Regions from separate parts of the Canis lupus genome. Here region 2 is linked to region 1. Evidence: chromatin contacts called from public Hi-C data. All regions are on one chromosome and are shown on one strand. The core of a region is the stretch at or near the end of the contact, and the rest is flanking DNA. Distances in the headings are between cores, read along the strand shown.

The links. A called contact is a pair of places that touch in the nucleus more often than the background predicts.
Region 2: a Hi-C map of blood shows a contact between it and region 1, with 3 times the contacts expected there. The contact joins the promoter of ASTL here to the enhancer-like site in region 1. A contact is called at or near these places in 7 of 9 Hi-C or Micro-C datasets (amygdala, blood, liver and 1 more).

What each region holds. Positions count from the first base shown.
Region 1 is chr17:34,730,070-34,733,698 of UU_Cfam_GSD_1.0, forward strand. It overlaps STARD7 (stAR-related lipid transfer protein 7, mitochondrial), which reads left to right. Exons shown (of 9, transcript XM_038561379.1): 8 at 359-508. Among named protein-coding and RNA genes, the nearest start is that of STARD7, 22 kb to the left of the region's middle. Within about 2 kb of position 1,557, at least 2 of the 20 cell types and tissues checked have an H3K27ac peak or open chromatin away from gene starts, as enhancers often do. A contact at or near this core is called in blood, where this site is marked.
Region 2 is chr17:34,767,966-34,771,703 of UU_Cfam_GSD_1.0, forward strand. ASTL (astacin-like metalloendopeptidase) reads left to right here and starts at 1,959. Exons shown (of 9, transcript XM_038560593.1): 1 at 1,959-2,004; 2 at 2,658-2,786. The coding sequence starts at 1,959.

The DNA of each region.
Region 1 (3,629 bases), core at 307-2,806:
CAGCTTCTGATTCCTCAGGAGAATGGAGAGAAGATTAAGTGTTTCTCTTTGGTACTTACTTAAGTAAAATTGGCAAATAATAGGCTATGCTACTGATAACTGATTTTAATCACCTAAAAGCCTTTTGGGATTTATGTGGCTTGATTGGGACCCCTTTACAAAGGATCTCAGAGGTCATGGCTTCTTTTCACTCCCCAAACATTTTGGGAGGCAACTATCACTCAACAGGTTGACAATCAGGTTGTAATCTTTATAAGAAGGAATTGGTTCCCTGCCATGAAAGAAATAGGGCCTTCTAATTTTGAGCCTACTTTTGGTTTATATTTTAGCCTACCCAGATTTCCCTCTCTCCAACCAGGCATGCCAGATTTCCTGGAGAAACTGCACATGGCCACTTTGAAAGCCAAGAACATGGAGATCAAAGTAAAGGACTACATCTCGTCCAAGCCTCTGGAAACGAGTAGTGAAGCCAAGGCTACCACCCCGTCTTCTGAGCGGAAAAATGAGGGTAGTTGTGGCCCTGCCCGGATCGAGTATGCTTGAAGGGCTTTGGGATAAGAAGGGACAGGCTACTTCTAGCCCTGTCTTGGTCCCTTTTCTGCTACAGAATGGGAACACATATTAGAAGGTGTCTGCTGTAACCACCAGTGCAAGATAACTCAGTAACTGGTGTCCAATTTCATTCAGAGCCCTTGTTGCTCTTTATCAAAACAGAAGAAGGAGGCATCCATGGGGGCGTTGTCATATTCTCAGGCCAAGCATTTTGCGATTCAGTATTTCACTGAGCTAATCTGGAACAAGCCTCTCACCTCAGGCCAGAAGAAGACAACTTCTTTTTGCTTCCTCTGAGTAGTTTCCTCTGCCAACATTCCAGTTCCCACCATTGGTTCTGCAGCACTTGGGATTTCCTTCAGTTCTGAAGGTCCAACTGGAAAGTGCAGTTGGCCGGTTGAGTCTCCAGTGAGGGGTCATTGGGAATGCTCTTGGTAACTGTCCTAGTGTTGAATGGATGTGAACTGTTGCTTGGCAGTGTAAGTGCCTTGTCCTCACCCTGCTTCTGTCTTTAGGGACATCAAGTTTGTACCAAGAAATTTCTCTGTGTCTCCCAAATACCACCCCATTGACTCGTCCTACCCAAAGCAGTTTCCTTTGCATTGGCCAGTTCTGTATTCATGCACTATATTTGGATCATCGCCTCGCCTCCTTCCTTAGCTTATCCACCAAGAACACTGGGAAATGAGTCCTTTTAGGTGGTAGCTTTCGGTGTCATCAATGTTTTGATAGAGTTAGTGGCGATACTTAAAACATCACACTTTAGGGTTTTTTTTTTTAACCTTTGTGTCAAAAAGTAGGAATTGGAAGTGGAATAGGATTTCTCCATAGTCCCACTGTATAGAAAACACAGTTTTGATTCAGGCATTATTTTTCACACTTCAGATTTGACTGGATGCTGAAGACTTGTCCATCTTGGAAGGCTAAAGGCAGAGGAATGGGGGTTGGGCCACTCCCTTGGAGCTCTCAGAGCAGTAGACAAGTCGTGTGAACAGATAGATGTAATCTTGCCCTAAATACTAATATAATGGGGATGTGGTTTATGTGACCTCTTGTTCCTCTGCAAAGTTTTTCTTCCTCTTTTCAGAGTTAAAATGAAAGCAAACTATGCTGTTGGGATAAAGTCACAATCAGATGGTATCAGTTTGGCCTGGCTGATTTTGCTTTGGTTTTGCTGCAATCTGACAGGAGAATAGGGATCAAGTTTTAAATAACTCCCACCTCTTTTTTTCCCTAGAATGTAAATGGATGGATTCTTCCCTTTTTTCCCCACTTGCTACCCTTTTGTGTTGAAAGGGGGATCTAAACTTCAGACTAACTCAAACCCCTCAACATTTTTGTTGCCTGTTAAGTTTTGTGCCAAGGATATAACTGCCCCCATGTTTCGTGTCTTGCCTTCTCTCAGTGATTGGCAGAACAGAGACATATGCTGAGTAGTCCCAGCTTTTCATTGATCATTTCTCTCTTCTCATCCCCAGGACTTGACAGAAGCCAGGGAAAAGTTCCTGGGTTATGTCTGAACATACCTGTGATTGTTGGGGTATGGATGGGTGTGGGCAAGAGTGTATGAATGCACAGGCGTTAAGGAGCTGTGTATTGCTCATGTTCTGATTTTTGCAACTCGACTCTGTACTTGGAGTCGGTCTGTACAATTATTATGTCATTGTAATGATTTCACTTCTAACTGTGACATTTTTATCAAATGTGTGAATAAATATATAAAGATTGGTACAAAAGAGTGTTTGTCTTTGGACATATGGTGGGAAATCTTGTATATTGAGCTGCTTGTTTCTTCCTGATCGGAAAGTTGAAGAGTATTTCTACATAGGGCTGGCACATGAAAGTAGCAGGGTGTGGTCTTCCTTGGTAGGGGCTGACACACAACTAACCACCTTGCCTTGACCATGAACCCTTTCTAGGTGACCAGTTTGGCAACTGAAAGCAAACCATCTATTTCTACTTCCTTGTCTTGATCTACTAACCCATATCCTTTGCTTTTAAAGAAGGATCAACTTGAGGAAACCGTGTTTGAGCTTTGCTGACACTGAAACTTGGAGCAAGGAAAGAAGGAGAAGATTTGAGCATGCCAGGTCTAGTGTAGGAGGCAGACCAGGGCCCTGGCTGGAGAGGGAGGGTGGTGAGCTAAAACCCCACTTAGCTTGGTGGTAAGGCAGTTTTGCTAGAGTGTCAGTTTGTTGCAAGGCAATTGATATGTTAGAGACACTTTAGAGCATCACCTAAGTTTTGAGTTTATGTGTGATTCTGCCTGTGGGAAACAGTAGGTGAATACAAATGTACACCTGAACTGTTAAAACACTTTTCTCTAGATTGTTCTATAAGATGATCACTGGAAAGCCATCTCTACTTGTAGACTACTTGTTAGATGTGTGTTTATGGGTGCCCATGCATCTGTATAATCTTAAATTTGGGAACTTGGTGGTTCTGGCCTCTGCTCTGTTGCAGAGGCCCCCTACATGTGACATCCCTGGTGTGGTTCTCTAGGCGCTGTATTAACACTTCCACTGAGAAGCACCTGTTCTTACTGAGCAACATTTCCATTGTTGGACAGTTCTTTCAGGAAGTTTTGTACATTGAAACCAAATGTGTCACCTCAGCATCTACCCATGAGTCAAGTGGGTCAAGCCCTGTCTTTGGAGCGACACGAGGAAAATGTTTTCATGGGATAATACTTCACATTTTTGAAGACCGTGCTCGTGTGACCCTAACCTTTTCCCAGGCTTCATGTCACCAGCAGCTTCAAAAGTCCTTCCAACTCTTTATTTTGAAAAATTTCATATATATCGAAAAATTGAAAGTAATAATAAAACCTTGTATACCCTTTCCCTACCTTTGCTGGTTGTTAAACTTGCTATAGTGTATGCTTTGTCTTTATAAATAGACTTTGCTGTGGACTGAACTGTGTCTCCTTAAAATTCATATGCTGAAGTCCTAAAGCCCAATGTGAGTTTTAGAGATGGGGCCTCTGGGAGGGGATTAGATTTAGATGAGGGTGTGAGAGTGAAGCCCTCACTGATGGGATTAGTCCCCTTAGAAGAAATGCCAGAAGTTTGCTTGTT
Region 2 (3,738 bases), core at 709-3,208, 38 kb after region 1:
TCTATCTCGCAAAACTGCAACTCTATACCCATTAAAGGACAGCTCCTCGTTTCCCCCTCCGCCCAGGCCCTGGCAACCACCCTTCTACTTGTTGTCTCTGAATCTGACTATACGCCTCATATAAGTGGAATCACACCATATTTGCCCTGTTGTGAAGGGCTTATTTTGCTTAGCATAATGTCAAGTCAAACTGCATTTCTTTTTTTTTATTTATGATAGTCACAGAGAGAGAGAGAGAGGCAGAGACACAGGCAGAGGGAGAAGCAGGCTCCATGCACCGGGAGCCCGACGTGGGATTCGATCCCGGGTCTCCAGGATCGCGCCCTGGGCCAAAGACAGGCGCCAAACCGCTGCACCACCCAGGGATCCCTGCATTTCTTTTTTAAAAAAATATTTTATTTGTTCATTTATGAGAGGCACACAGAGAGAGAGAGAGAGGCAGAGACACAGGAAGAAGGAGAAGCAGGCTCCATGCGAGGGGCCTGATGCAGGACTCTACCCCAGGACCCTGGGATCACAATGTGAGCCGAAGGCAGATGCTCAACCACTGAGCCACCCACATGCTCCTCAAACTGCATTTCTTAACTCAGAATCTGTTTCTCTACCTCAGCAGATTATTTATTATTTTACCAAGCTTTCATCTGAAGTGGCCCATCCATAAATTTTTACATACATTAATACCCTGCCTGGGCAGCAGGGGCATCTCTCTGTTCTCTCTGTGATTCGGACTCCTCTCTTTTGAGAAATGCTGGATTCCACGCATGGCAGGATGCTGAGAGGCATTTGTGGACAGTAGCTGGTGACCCTACATCGGCTGTCACTTCCCTTCACTGGGCATTGGTGAGGGAGGTCCCCAATCCTTCACCTCATGATTTAAGTCCAGGGGGCCCCCTTGGTGACCAAGTATTGAGAATGGGCCTTTTTTAAAAAAATTTATTTATTTATAATAGACACACACAGAGAGAGAGAGAGAGAGAGAGAGAGGCAGAGACACAGGAGGAGGGAGAAGCAGGCCCATGCCGGGAGCCCGACGCAGGACTCGATCCCAGGACTCCAGGATCACGTCCTGGGCCAAAGGCAGGCGCTAAACCGCTGAGCCACCCAGGGATCCCCGAGAATGGGCCTCTTGAGAGGCCAAAGAGCATAGAGGAGGAGGAGTATGGATAAGGAACTTTAGTTTCTGGATCTGTGAAATGGGGATAAATGCCAATTTTGTAAGGCTGTTGTGGGGATGACAGAGATAGTGTGCATGCAAGGGTCTAGGTATCCAAAAGTTCCTCCTCTCCACATGGCAGGCTTCTCTGGGGTGCTGGTTACGCCGGGCGTTCAGTGTGTAAACTTTTCCTGATCCCTGCACTTGTGATTGTCCACTTTCCTATATGCACACTGAAGTAAAAGCTTATAAAAACGAGCGACCTTTTCCTCCTTCCGCAGACAGACTGGCGGTGCCTCAGGGTCTCAGGCAGCTTTTCCCTTTTCTGAGTGTGTGTGGGTGGTGGTGGGCAGGAAAGGGGTCTCCCCATGTTGGAGCATCAGGTCCATTCCAGCTCTCCCCTCAGCACCCTTCTGTGATGTTTCTCTGCCCCCTGGTGGTGGGAGAGGACGGCAGAAGAGGCACACTCCCAAGGGGTACCCTCCGTCCCCTGCAGACTGCTTTGTTCCTGGCTTCTCACCTTCTCCCCACTTCAGCCAGGCTGGGAAGGATTTGAACAGGGTCCGGAAGGCTCCGGCCTGGGCTGGGGGTGGGGGACACAGGTAGGGGCGGGCAGGGCTCCAGGTGGAGTTGATTGAGACAGGGCTGCAGGTGGAATTGGTTGGGGTGGGGTTCCAGGTGGAGGCTGGAGAAGCTGCTATTTAAGGGGGGTGGTGGTGGTGGTGGTGGTGGTTGGCCTGTCCCTGCTGGGTGTTTGTGCTTCTGCTTGCAGCGGGGCCCGTGGGGACCACCGGACAGCGTGAATATGGGAGGCCTCTGGCCTTGGGTGATAGGTCTGCTCTGTTTGCCGGGTAAGTCGGGTGCTTTGTCTTTCTCTTCTCGAGTTTTGGCTCCAGCCCACGCCAAGTGCCTGTGGGTAGAGGCGAGCAGGGTGTGGCTGGAGCCCGCAGGGATCTGAATTGATCTGAATAGCTCAGAGAATGGGCTGCGGATGTTCCCAGAAACCAGTTCTGAGGGGCGCCCAGGGGAGGCCTCCTGAAGACCCTGAAAGCCTACGGCGGCGTCTGGCAGGAGGTGGCCCCTGTGGTGCTCCGGATGTCCTTGTTCTGCTGGCGTGCCAGGCTTGCCCAGCCCGAGTCTGTTTTCTAGAGGCTCGGGCTAAGAGGGGAGGCACAGGACAGGGTCCAGGCTACCTGTACCACCTTCAGTGTTGTCATCCGGGGCCTCTCCCTGCCTCCCTTCTGCTCCCCTCCCTATCTCATACACACAGCTAGCTACTCAGGCCTGGGGCTGCTTTTTAGAACCCAATGTTGGTCCGCTTAAAGGAGCTCCTTCCTTAAAGTTGTCTAGGTGTTGTCACCATCTGGGACTGAGGGGAGGCCAGGCTACTTTCTGGAGAGCTGCCTTTGTCAAGGGCCTGGCTCCCCCCTCCCCCATGTCCTGTTGTCCTCTCTCACTAATGAGGGCACTTTGGGCCTCATGTGTATGCACCTATCTGGGCCAGGTCTGATCCTAGGAGCACCCTCAGTCTCTAGCTCCCCAGAAGCATGTGGAACCAGCTTCTCAGAGGACCTCAACCCTGAGGAGGAGACCCAGACGTCCTGGGACAAGGACATCCCTGCGATTAACCAAGGTGAGGTCACTGTGTCTTCTTGTGGGGTGGAGGGGCTCTGAAATTGTCCCTGTAGTGTGGTGAGGACCATGCCGAACATGCAGATGAGTAGAACAAGCTGGAAATGTGCCAGTTTACTGGGTTAGCGGTTCTTAGTTCTATGGACAACTGTTGTTGTTTTTTTTTTTTCTTAAGATTTTATTTATTTATTTGAGAGTGAGAGAGAATGAGCATAAGCAGGGAGGAAGGGCAGAAGGAAAGGGAGAAGCAGGCTCCCTACCGAGCAGGGAGCCCAATGTGGGGCTCCATCCCAGGACCCTGGGATCAGGACCTGAGCCCAAGGCAGATGCTTAACTGAGCCACCCAGGCGCCCTCTGTGGGCAATGCTTAAAAAGTGCATATTTCTGTATCCTCCCTACTGGATTGTTACTTTTATCAGAAGTGAGAAAAGCTTAGGTTTTAAAAACTGGCCTGATAGAAGTATGGGTCTTTGGGCTGCTTCAGGTGGTGTTGAGCTAAGTCATTAGTGGATTGTGTGAAAAGATGGCAGCCACCTGGGGCAGGATTGTGTGCAGGTGTGAGGGTGTGAGCTGGGGGGGGGGGGGGGTAGACCAAGCAGCACGAGGCCCCAAGCCTCCCTGAGTGGGGATCTCAGCTGAAGATAGAGAATGTATAGATAACCTGGGATGAAGCTGTGGGGGGTGGAGGGGGGGAGACTGGACTTTGGGGGGGCTGGAGCTGAAGTGTTAGGGGGACCAAGGGGTGACCTTGCCTGGAGGGATGAGGATCTCCCCACACATAGTTCTGCCCTTTCTCTGGGAGCCCCAGCACTGGGGAGCGGGGCAGGGCAGTGTGCTACCTTTCGGTGACTGTGACTGGTCCAGAGGTGCTAGAAGCCGTCTGAGGCTCTCCCGCACTGACTTTTCAGCACCACGGAGGATACCCCGGCGGGGCTGTGGGAGGCCCAAGAGCT